Linked DNA regions of Mus musculus: region 1 is linked to region 2. Evidence: chromatin contacts called from public promoter capture Hi-C data. All regions are on one chromosome and are shown on one strand. Each heading gives the region's core, a stretch centred on a gene start, on an enhancer-like site or on the middle of the called end of the contact. The rest is flanking DNA. Distances are from core to core; before and after follow the strand shown.

What was found. Capture Hi-C pulls out chosen DNA fragments and counts their contacts.
Region 1: a contact with region 2 is called in a promoter capture Hi-C map of liver, with 5 times the contacts expected there. The contact joins the promoter of Slc17a3 here to the promoter of Olfr1367 in region 2. A contact is called at or near these places in 1 of 39 promoter capture datasets (hippocampal neurons) and 2 of 9 other capture datasets (adipose tissue and liver).

The regions. Positions count from the first base shown.
Region 1 is chr13:23,836,317-23,843,022 of GRCm38.p6, reverse strand. It overlaps Slc17a3 (solute carrier family 17 (sodium phosphate), member 3), which reads right to left and starts at 3,589. Exons shown (of 12, transcript NM_001164743.1): 1 at 3,358-3,589.
Region 2 is chr13:21,344,507-21,350,595 of GRCm38.p6, reverse strand. Olfr1367 (olfactory receptor 1367) reads right to left here and starts at 3,666. Exons shown (of 1, transcript NM_146533.1): 1 at 2,716-3,666. The coding sequence starts at 3,666. The coding sequence ends at 2,716.

The DNA.
Region 1 (6,706 bases), core at 2,340-4,839, 2.5 Mb before region 2:
AATCTTATAAAGCAATACTGAAAAAGATAGCTTAGCAAGTTAAAATACAGCAAATACAGTACAGAATTGTATAGAAATCGTGTAGAATAAATGCAGTGACATTATATTTGGTAAATTAAGCTTACAAAAATTCTTTGATTTTGGATATTTATGTAATTTGTTACATTAATCAAGCAAAATAATTATGTTTGCATTATTGCAAGCAAATATTAAAGGAATGGGACATGAGGCTGTCTGCCAACAGCGATGTTAACAATTGTGAAGAGTAAATTCATATAGATAAAGATGAGAAAGTAACTGTGAAAACTATTCTTCTAAGAGTGTTTTTCCTGCCTTCACATAATTGTGAAGTGTGCATTAATGTAAGTGTGTTACAAAAAGAATAAAAAATGTAAAGATGACTAATCCATTGTTTTATATAAATACATTACAGAAAAGAGTGCACCATAAAGCCAGTGAGCAAGCAGCTGTGTACAGTTTACCTTTCAGGGCAGGGGTCTTCTTGTTCACTGGCGTACCTAGGACGAACTCACTCTGCTCACTTGTAGGGCTCATCTCTACCACTGTGGCCATTGTGGTTTTTTTCTTTCTGGGTAATTAGTGTTTCTCAGAAAAAATAGAAAAGAAAAGAACCAACATGAAATTACCCTTCAGTTGAGCTGTATGTAGAGAGAGAGAAAGAAAGAGAGAGACAGAGACAGAGAGACAGAGACAGACACAAAGACAAAGACAGAGAGAGAGACAAAGACAGAGTTAGAGAGAGACAAGAGACAAAGAGACAGAGAGAGACAGACAGACACAGAAACAGAGAGACCCTAATGTAGGAAAGCATTAGAAGAGACAGAGCATCATAGCAGTAGGAGTGGGGCTTCAATTCTAGACACTAAAGGGGGCTTTCAAGTTGGTGAACAAGTCCCACACTACATGATCTAGTTTGCCTTGGCATATGGACCAGAAGTCAGGAAGGCAAGCTTAGTGTAACTCAATGTTGTCAGTTAGGGGTAGGGGGCAGGGCTGGATTTGATCACAGCTGTAAATAAGAGGGGGACTGAAGGCCACAGCACAGTGCAGCATATTTTCTTATCAACTCTTCGTCCTAAAGACCTAGAGGAGTGTATGGCCTGATTTCTGAGAGAGAGAGAGAGAGAGAGAGAGAGAGAGAGAATGCACAAGCTAGATGATCTGTGGTCTAACAGGACAATATATAATCCATAGGTGTTAGTTAAAAGAAAATGCATTTGAGGACCTTTGAAGAGTCAGTACCAAGCAGCCAAAACCAGGCTCATTCCATCTACCTGGGGAGCAAGGTGGGGTGCAGCTGGCTACTATCTCCTACTTCAATATAATAGGCATCCTGCCGCTAAGGCCTGGAACTACTTATCACTGGATTTATCAGAGTCACTACAGAATGCTTGAAGAGCTCTGGCTTGGGAGCTAGGCTCTCCCCAGTTCCAGTACAGGTTCATATTGATCTACTTTGCTACAGGAACAAATGCCACAGAACCCAGCTTTCATCGTGGGTGCTGGAAAGTTAACTAAGGTCTTTACATTCTACAGTAAGCACTCTATTACTGAGCCATCTCTCCAGTCCCCTCTCAGACATTTTAATTTGGTTAAGGTTCATATCACCTCATTGGTTTTCTTAATCCAGTATTCTTGCATAAGAGTAACCTTATTTTCTCTTACGCTATAGTTCTGTCTCCTAACTTATCTGGATGAGAATCTGGGCAATGAATGAATTTGATTATGAAAGGCTGCACTTCTTCAGAAAATTGTGGTAGTCACATGGCTGAAGCATAGCTGACTAAGGAAAAGATCAATACTTTCTGTGGGACAGGGCATACATCTTCGCAATGTCTGTGAGAGTTCCTGGAAGGCCCCTGAGTCTACAACGTCTGGTTCACTGGTTAGAACTGTAATAGTGTGGAAAGGATGAAATAGTATAAGTTCAGAGGCCAGTTATCTTAATTTCGGATAGACTTAGCCACTTCAACAACCATTTCTTGCCCACCTCTACTTAGTGTCAGGACTAACATTCCATGACTGATAAATAACCTTTTGAAATCTATTGATTTTTAAAGAGGATTACGATGATGACGGCTATTGCTAACAACTGCTACTGCTACTGTTACTGCTAGATTCTGATTCTGATACTGATACTACTAGCTTGTACCTATTCAAAGTCTAAGAATTTTATCAGGTAGCATCTGAGGCCTTAGAAAAACTTCCCCATCTTGCTGTGTCTGCCTCTCTATGTAGACTCTAGTGTATTTTAAACTTGCCTTGATTTATGACTTTTGTCATTCTATAAAACTATAAAATTCATGAGACGGCTTCCATATTGGGACATGAACATCTGGCATAACCTAAATCTCTGTTCCCAGACCATGGTCTCTCAAATATGGCTCCAGTATAATGTCATGTTTGCTGTAAGGTAAGAGCTGTGTGCTTTTTGTATTGATGATGTAACAGGCAAAGAAGTGATTGCTAACACCATTTTATCTAGAGTGGTTTTCACAATGCTCACACTGTTCTTCATGTCCCCAGCAGCTGTCAGACTAACAAGAGTAGTTACAACCACTGCTGTAGACTCAGGACCCAGGCAGGGCCATGGACCTCAGAAAACTCACTGACTCTCTTCTCCTAGGCCATTGAGCTCATTAGCAAAAGAACTGATGTTTGTTCATGAGACACTTTGACTTTCCCCTTACCATTCTCTCTCTGTCTGTTTCTCTCTGTCTCTGTCTGTCTCTGTCTCTGTCTCTCTCATTCAATTTTTTTTTTTAAATAACAAGTTCTGTTGGGTATGGTAGATCTACCTCCCTTGATTCTCTGGACAAGTCACTTCTACACACATACATGATTTTATGTGACTACGTAAAAGTTTTAAAAACATTCCTTTATAGTATGTGTTTCTTGGATCTGTCTCCACAGCTGCTATTGTCTCCACCAATTCCTATGGTGATCTAGCACAAACTCTTCAGTTTCCAGTCTCTCCTCTCCCTCTCTTTCTTCTCCTCCCTCTCCTTACCCGCTGTCTCTGTATGTTCCTCCTTTTCCCCTCCCTCTTGGACCCTCTTTTCCCCTCCCTTCTCCCTCTCTTTCTCCATCCTCCGTTATCTTCTTCCCCTTCTCTCCCCCTTCCCCCTTCCCTTTGCCTCTCCCTCCATTTTTCCGTCTTCCTCACTCTTGCTTCCCCATTGCCTTTGTAGACATAGGTTTTTACATTGTATGAACATGTTTTTATTTTGTCAGCAGGAGAACATTTGAAGTTGGAGGAGGGATGTATAGCAACCCTCAGCTGGTATTCAAGGACAGTGCAGATCTTTGGCTACCCAATGAAAGTAAGTGACTTACCAACTTAGTGACTGAGGTAGGCCTTCCTGTGTTTCCTCTGGACAGGCTTCTCTTACCTCTTACCAGACCACTCAGTATTCTGTGTCACTCCATGACTCCAATTATTAATCATTAATGACAGGCTGAAGCACCCCCTGCTTTCAGCTGTGAGCTTCACAGCCTTCGTCCTTGTCCAGTGTCTTGCCAGCACCCCAGAAGGATCTACTGGGTCTGACACCTGCAGGCAGTTATTAGTCACATTGCCTTGCAGTATTTCTAAAGACATTTCCTTTTTCCGGTTTGAAATGGGATAAGTTACAAATTAAACACATTTTGTACTTTACCCCCTCTTTTTTTTGTCTGGTCTTTAATTTTCTTTTGCTTCTTTGAACTATGTGGGCCATAATCTTATTTAGTAACGTTGTTAACCAAATCAAATGGACAAAACCCACAAGCTTCTCATAAATTCAGTATTTATTCCCCATGACTTTTTTCCTGTCTTAATTACTTCTATGTTTGTTGATAAACTACATAAAACAATGCTCGTACCTACATCTCAATTTGCACATGTTACCATGTACAATGGCAAGTTTTCTAACTCACTTAAGTAACCGCTTAAAACTTTTATACATGCACATGATGCATTGTGATCAGACCTCACTCATTTTTGCCAACAAATTCCTCCCATTCCCCACTGTCACTTTTCCCTCTCAAGTTCATGCTTCTTCATTGCTTCTCCTCCTCCTCCTCCTCCTCCTCCTCCTCCTCCTCCTCCTCCTCCTCCCTACTGAGTCACGTAGTGTTGTCTGTGTGTTCATAGGTGTTGAACTATCTAATGGAATATGGATAGCATCTTAGAATCTGAATCCCTGAAGAAAACTGATGCTCTCACCGGCTAGCAGCCATAAATTGCCAATAGCTCCTCGGCCATGGGTGAGACTTCATGAGCTCCCGCCCTGACCGTGGCGAGATTTTGGCTGGCTGGATCTTGCTCAGGTCTTGTGTTTACAGCCACAGCTGCTGTGAGCTCACGTGTACAACAGCGCTGTCTTGTCTGGCAAAGAAGGTTTTGCAGTAGATGTCCACTACCTCTGGTGCTTAAGATGCCTCTTCTACAATGCTTCCTGAGCCTTATGATCAAGAATGTGACACAGATGCCCTTTTAAAGCTGATCATACCACAGTCTCTTACTCCCTAGATTTTGACAAGCCGTGGGTCTTTGTATTAATCACCTTATACTATAAAAAGAAGCTTCCCTGATGAGGGCTGAGAAATGCACCGAACTGATAATTTTGTAGTTTGATTTTTCTTTATGGTTGAATAATCTTCCATGTATCATTACACATTTATCAGGTGATGGGACATTTTAAACCTTTTCATTTCCTGGTGATTGTGAACAGAGAAGCAATAAACATGAATGAGTAAATAAATCTACAGTAGAATATAGAGTCTGTTGAGAATATTCTCAGGAAATGTTCTGGCTTGATCACATGATAGTCCTATGTCTAGCTTTTTGAGGTACCTCCACATTGATTTCCAACAAAGGGGCTGAGCTCGGAACACCCACACCAGCACACCAGAGGCCAAGCTTGTTCATTTCTTTAGACGATCCTGCCAATAGCTTGGAAGTAGACAACAGATTCATTGCCTTCCAAGCTCGTGAAGGAGTTTGTCCTTGCCTCAAAGGTGAGGTGGTACTTCAAACCCACTGTTTCGTATAGGCAAAAAACAAACAAACAAACAAACAAAAAACAAAAAAACTCTACCTCTCAGAGGCCCCTAGGCTTATGACTCAGCCTGAGCACTGATGTCAAACTCATTCACAGAAAGGAATCTGGGTTCTGTGTGCACTGAGCTCTTCTGGTAGCTCATCTTCACTGTGGCTTTAAGTCCTGTCTTGCTTTATGCTCTCAATGCATCTCCTTTGGTTTTGTGTTTGACTCTAAGTGCTGTAAGAGGACAAACCACTTCTCCATAATGGGAAGCCCTGACTGAAGCTCCTGACTGGAGCTGTTGGATGTGTCATTGAGGTTAATAATTTGAGAAGTCTGGGCCTTGGGGAATGAGGATTTTCTGAAGCATATGTAGTATACGATCTCCATAGTATACAATCTTTCACTGTCTGTAAGAGAAAGAAGTACAGACACAGCTCATATACACATCTGAAATTTAAAGGTAGAAAGGTCTAAGTTCATTATGGAGTCTTAGGAGTTTTACCTCCTGTGTCAATTATTTTTCGCTGAGTCCTTTTTTAAAGAACTCTGTACTCTGGGATAAATAATCAACAACTTTAGAATTCACGTATTTCTAATTCTAAATTAACCAAGTTGGAATATGTGGCTTAGTTTTATAATTTAATTTTTAACTTTACTTTAAAATGTTCATGGTTTTAACCATGTACTTGGTTTGACTTCATAAACAAAAAGACCCAACATGCTTCTACACTGAAAAAAAAAATCCAATTTTGCCTCACCTGTACAATTAGTTTTTAAACATTTGAGTATGAATTGAAATATTTCTTTGACTTAGATCATTTTACTCACCTTTTAGAGATTACACCTTTTCTTCTCTGATGAGCTTGAAACTACTTTGTGTTGACATGAAAATCTTCGGAGCAAATAGAGTGCACACATCCTCACTTTGATTTGAGTATCCAAGGAATGCTTTCCTTAAGTGTGTGAACAGTTGTCCTTAATTATTATCTGTAGGATGGCTCCATGTCTGACCAACATCTCAGAGGAAATCAGTGCCCAGTTGAGGCAATCACAGAAGCCGGTTATCTCTAGGCTGAAGGCCAACCCCGGATAGAGGAAGGTCAATTTCTGTGTACTCTCTGCTTAAACCTCACAAAGTCCAGCATGGATCAGATGGAGTACGCTGAAGCTGGACACCACAGAGGCTTGGCTCAGTGGCAGTGGGCATTCCCTGGAACCTCAGAATCTAAGCCGTGAACCCAAATGGCGTGTCATCTCTACTCAGCATCTAAGTCCTCTTTAGAATTTCTGGCAAATGTTTTTGCCTCCATCCTTGGTCAGGTTACACTCTTATTTTGCCTCTTGTTCTCCATGACAAATTGGGTCATGGACATGAGTCATAAATCTAATATCCAGTCATGTACTGGTGCTATACTGCTCCTAGTGGGAGTTCATCTCTGTTATTTTGTTTCCTATTAACTGAGCAAAATGATGTCTGTATTTTCTGTTACAGTCCCATGTTCAATCTTGTGCTGGACTGCCTCACTGAGAATATTCCTCACCTCTTTTCTTAAACATGCTGTCTTCTGGTGCACTTTACAGTTTAAATGTGAAGTATGCCAGTAGCCAAGGAACATTCCCCCAAAGCTGTAAAACTACACAGTACCAGAGATAAT
Region 2 (6,089 bases), core at 2,417-4,916:
TCTACCCCGTTAAAAGTCCAAAGTTTAAAGTCTCTTCTGAGGTTCATGCAACCTCTAAACTGTAATCTCTTAAGAAATCAAAACATGGGGGATGGAGAGATGGCTCAGCAGGTAAGAGCACTGACTGCTCTTCTGAAGGTCCTGAGTTCAAATCCCAGCAACCACATGGTGGCTCACAACCATATGTATAGCTACAATGTACTCATATACATAAAATAAATAAATAAATATTTAAAAAAGAAAGAAATCAAAATATAAAAGCAGATCACATGCCTCCAACATCACGCAGGATATACAATACCATTCCAAAATGTCATGTTGAGGAAATAATGGACCAAAGCAAGATAGAAAGCAAGCTGGGCAAACTCAAACTCCATGTTCTTCATGTCTAATGTCAAAGCACTCTTCAGATATCCAATTCCTTTCATCCTTGTTGACTACTGTTGGCAGATTTGGTATTCAGCAGCAAGAAACTTTGTTCTCTTGGGCTGGTTTCACTACCTGTTGGCTGCTTTACTCAGGAGATATCCCAAAGCTTGGGCATCTTGAACATCTTGGGACCTCCAGGACCAGGGTATTGTTGTGATGGGCCTGACCACATTTTTGTTTGGAGAGATGTGGATTTGGGAATTTTGGATTTGGAAAGTGGTGGAATGCTATAAGTGGGGCTTGATAGGCCATCCTAATAGGAATATGAAAGACATTGGTGTTAAGGGTGATTTGAACTGTAGGGGCCTGGCTCAAGAGGTTTCAGAGGAGAAAAATGTTAGTATGTAGCCTAAAGACTGTTTTTATGATACTTTTGTGAAGAATACGGCTTTTTTTTTTGCTCTTGTCTGAAAAGTCTGCCTAAGGTTATGTTGAAGAAATTCAGATTAATTGCATTGACAAAGGACAGCTCTGAAACGCCTAGCATAGACTTTGTCCTCTGGTTTACTCTCAAAAAGAGTGTTTTGATCAAGCACAGCAAGCTGAAAAAGAAAAAAAAAATACAAAATGTATGGTTCAAGTAATAAAGAGACACCAGGAAGTGAATGAAGCGGAGTCCTGTGATCAAGGAGATAAACAGATTAAGGGAGTGATGATCTCAGGGCAAGATCTCACCCAGCTAAGCTTATTGTTTGATTTGCAGTTGAACAGGAATGGCTTTGGACTTTTTCTCTGGACTGAACTACAATCCAGAAATGGAGGGCACACCTGTGATCCAGATCTTGAGGTTGGAAGACACAGGCTGTTGTGGATTTGGTCTAATGCTGCTTGTATTCTTTTAATCTGGTCCCCAAAATTGCACAAGAATCTACACATAAGAAACTGAGGGAACCCTGTCCCCAGTTGATTTTGATTGGTAAAGCATTGGGATTCCATCTGTGAGCCACCAAATCTGGCATGATAGTGAAATTTTAAAAGACAATATTTAGCTTTAAGATTCATGTTTCAGGTTAGAATAGATAGTGGGTTTCATTATGCCGTATGTTCTGTGGGGTGGACAAAGAATTGTGCATCCTAGAAAGATGCACCCAAAGAAAGCAAAGGAGACTGGACAGTGAAGTAACAGAAGAAGATGCAGGAGACACAAGAGGCAAAGGCCATGGAGATAAAAGAGCAGAAAGAACAAACTTTATTAAGATGGGCAAACAGCTGTCATCAAGGGGCTGGGAGGGTTCCCAGAGGTGGAACCAACTAAGGGCTCTGGCTGGGACTTTCAGTAGGTTCCCTGCTCCCTCATTAGATCTGCTCATTTACCTGACTGCATCTGCTGACCACATTAACCACACACCCACAAAGCCATTTTTTTAATTGCAGGAATATTGCTCCCTGTAGAATTTAAAAAGGCAAATAGTTCCTCTCCATCCCTTCAAAGCACCTCTCTCTATATCTTCACTCTGCAATAGCAGTGTGGCTGTGTAACACTGACTGGACTGTGGTATCTGTCAGGTCCCAAAGACATCCTCTGCACATTGTTCAGTTGTGAGTCTCTGTGTTAATTACTGCAAGAAGAAGCTTCTCTGATGAGAGTTGAGCAAATGGGCATAGCACTATGTTATTGATACCCCTGTAATGCTGTGTTCACTCAGCATAGTAATAGTGGTAGGTTTTCTCTTAAGCCTATGATCTATCCAGTAGCAGATTCTTGATCTCATTAATAGTGTCAGGTGTGGGCTCCATCATGGAGCAAGGCCTTAAATCTAATTTAAAAAAAAAAAATAGTTGGTTACTCCTATTAGTGCCACTACTGCACCAGTGTACTTTTACAGGTCGTTGCTGCTGTAGATTGCAGGTTTTATAGCCTGGTGACATTGATTACTTTTCTCCTCCTGTAGTGTGTCTAGGACCTTCTAACAGTGAAGCTTCTAGTTTGGTGCCAGATCAATTTTTCATGCTCTATGATATACTTAAGTGACATCATCACTAACAGGGCCTTACCAAGGATAACCAATAGCCTTAACAATTACTTGTGGTGTTTGAGTCAGTCTAGGGACCCCTTTGGTCAACAACTCATTGAGATGTAACCCATCCCTGGCACTGGAGGTGTGAGGGTGGCTTTGATGTAAAAATTTAAGTTGGGTGTGGTGATATACACCTGTAATCCAAGCACTCTAGAAGCTGCAGTATGAGATCACAAATTTTAGGTCAACAGTTCCCTCCTTCAGACAAAACAGATTGATGTTTCACATTATTGTTGGACCTTTCCAATTAAGAATAAAGAAACACTTTTCATATCCCCTTAGTTGAAATGGCCTTCCTCAGAAGTCTCTTCAAAGCTCCTATGACATCTTTGTTCCTCAGAGTATAGATGAATGGATTAGCCATGGGAGTGATGACACAGTAAAACAGAGTCAAGACCTTGATAAGGTCTTGGGAGCCATCCTCTGAGGGTTGCATGTAGATGTAGATCCCTGGTCCATAAAATAAAGACACCACCAGCAGGTGCGATGAGCAAGTGTTGAAAGCCTTGAGCCTCCCTGCCGCAGAAGGCATTCGAAATACAGTTTGAGCAATGTAACTATATGATACAAGTATCATGGAGAGGGGACCCATTATGAAGAATGTGGCCACCACTGCTAAAGTAACCTCATTGACTGTGGTGTCCCCACAAGACATCTTAATAAGCCCAGGCAGCTCACAGAAGAAGTGGTCAAGCATCCGATTCCCACACAGGGGCAACTGTATGGTAAGTGTAGACTGTAGTAGTGAGTTAGCCAGGCCAGTGAGCCAAGCAGCACCAGACAGCTGCAGACAGAGCCTGTGGTCCATAATGACAGAGTACCTCAGAGGCTTGCACACAGCCACATAGCGATCTAAGGCCATGATACCAAGAAGAACACATTCAGTACAGCCTAACCAATGAAACACATAGGCCTGGGCCATGCAGCCTATGTAAGTGATGTTCTTGTTGGGTCCCTGTAAGTTAAACAACATTTGAGGGACAGTCGTAGTGGTAAAACAGAGATCCAAAAATGAAAGGCTGGTAAGGAAGAAATACATGGGACTTTGGAGCTGGGAATCGAGCTGAGAAACCAAAATAATAGCAATGTTTCCCAGCAATGTGAACATGTAGGAGGTCAGGAGGACAAAGAAGAGAGGGAGATCCAGCCATGGGTACTTGGTAAAGCCCATAAGAATGAAATCTTCTGGGAAATCTGCACTGATGCGATTCACTGACATTTCAAAGGAAAGGGGCCTGATAAAATCAAGGAGGAAAAGGATGATTTTAAAAAATTACAACTAGGCAAAAATTATGAAGGTACTAGAAAAAAATACACTTATTTTTTCCTAGGGAAAGAGCTGGTATATGCCATCCATAGAAATCACATCAATGGTGATATAAAACAATAATTCATAGGTAACATTTCAAAAGTCTGGAAAACTCTTCCTGGGGACAAAGTTGTTCTATATAATGCCTGCTTTCCTCTCCTTACTCCCTTTTAAGGAGAAATTTCTCATTGAGGCATCTGAAACACATGAACAAATCAGGATTCAGGCAAAGTGGTAGCTCCTTTCTCCTCACTTCTTAGAGTTAGAACAACTTGTCAGTAGAAAAAAAAAATTTTGAGAAAAGTATATACTTCAGTATTCCAACAGAATGTCATTCCAAAAAGGATGACATTGTAAAAATGTTAAAACTAGTGGCTTTAACTAGTTAAAACCCCTGACTGAGCCAGTGACTGAGAGCATGAGAATTATCAGGAAATGTGAGAGATAAGTAAGAATGTTGGTTTTTATTTTTCCACTGCAAGCTCATGGTATTACATTTTAAAAATCTTGACTATGTGCCTTTAATAAAATGGAAAAGAGCAAAGACTAGAAAGTGTCAATACTTATAAATGAAGCGCACACACGTGTTTGAAGTAATGAAAACACAACAGTTTACCTGCAGGAAAGAATTATTGTAACACCAAAATTTTAGGACAGTGAAACTACTCCATCGCTTCTGTGCTTCCAGCTCTCTGTAATGATGGGCACATGCCAAGGTGAGCTTGTCCAAATGGACAGGATGTACAGTGTTAAAGGTTAATTCCAATGTCAATTCTGGATTTGGAGTAATCAATCCATCCGTATTGGCTCACCGATCACAACCAACGGTCCTGTGGGTTGGGAAAAAGGAAAAACTACACATGCAGGGAGGGCAGGGGATTATGGGAAATCTCTGTACCTTTGCTCAACTTTTCTATTAACCTAAAATGTCTCTAAAATAAATGTTAAAGAAAACATTCTACTTGCCCATTGAGAAGGTTTTCATGATAAATAAAAAAGGATTCTTCTTATAACATGCTCAATGTGCATAAAAAGCTTAGAGTCACTTAAAAGATAAGCCGAAGGAAAAAGGATAATATATTTGAAAATTAACATAGATATTTCCTAGTTTAGGATAGAGATTTAGATACCACATGTTGGGATTAATCCTAAGAAACTTTAGCCAAAGAAATTACATGTGAAGTTATCGTGACAAGAGAAATGTGTTTCAGTTTACTGGACGAGTCTATGGAAGTTGTTTTAATTGTTTTGTTACATCAACAAAACCTGGTTTTGAAGTGACAGACCTGAATGGTGTTGCTAGAATCCCTGTGATGTGTGATAGAAGACCATGGGAGGATTGCAGAACATTTTCCTGTCGATTAATCATAATGGACAGGTAATGAGGACAGGGCTACCACAACCCATAGCTCAGTGATTCCCTAAAGAAGAGCTTTATACACAGTCGTGATTGTTCCCGAAAACACCAGGCAGTATGAGTGATGAGTGAGAAAACTGTTTTTATTTTTCCACTGAGAGCTCATGGTATCAGATTTTTAAAATCTTGACTATGGGCCTTTAATAAAATGAAAAATAGCAAGGACTAGAAAGTGTTAATGCTTATAAATGATGGCCACAGACGTCAGAAGCACACACCCGTGTTTGAAGTAATGAAAACACAGCAGTTTCCTGCAGGGAAGGGAAGGGTTTGAGGGAAGCACGCTTAATTTTATGGCTGAGTTTAGCAACCTGATAAATGTACATGTGTAGATAGCATTATCACAGGTTATAGTGGGAAACCATGTTGAAAACTCAACTCAAGACCACAATGTGCAAAACCTTGATCACTATGTTAAATGCACTGACCAAACAAATGTGTTTCAGGACAAGAGTGGAGTAGCTCTTAAGAACACTTACTACAGAGGACGATGAGGAATGATAGGAGAGAAGAGATGGGAAGCTGGGGGTGAGGTGAGGGCAACCTGCACAGGGATAGCGTTAGCGGGCCAGGCAGTGGTGACAAACAGGAGCAAGGCATGGCTGTACGACAGAGGAGCTAGAAACCCAAACTTTAATCCAAGATGCTAGGAGTTGGGAAATGGAATGGACGGAAAGAGAAGGGCATTGGTGTGAACATTGTATGGGATACATAGCTTAAATCACAAATATCTTTACAAGGCAAATTTTAAGTTTGGCATGCAAGAATCAGCTTGAGTGAGTCTCCTGGGGTCTTTTTGCTCTGGGTCAACTTAACCAGCTAGTGATTTGAGAAATCATGAAGTACCTGAACCTGTGTTTGGGATAGTTATAATGGCTTAATTACCAAGGCCAGGGACATATGGAGACAAAGACAA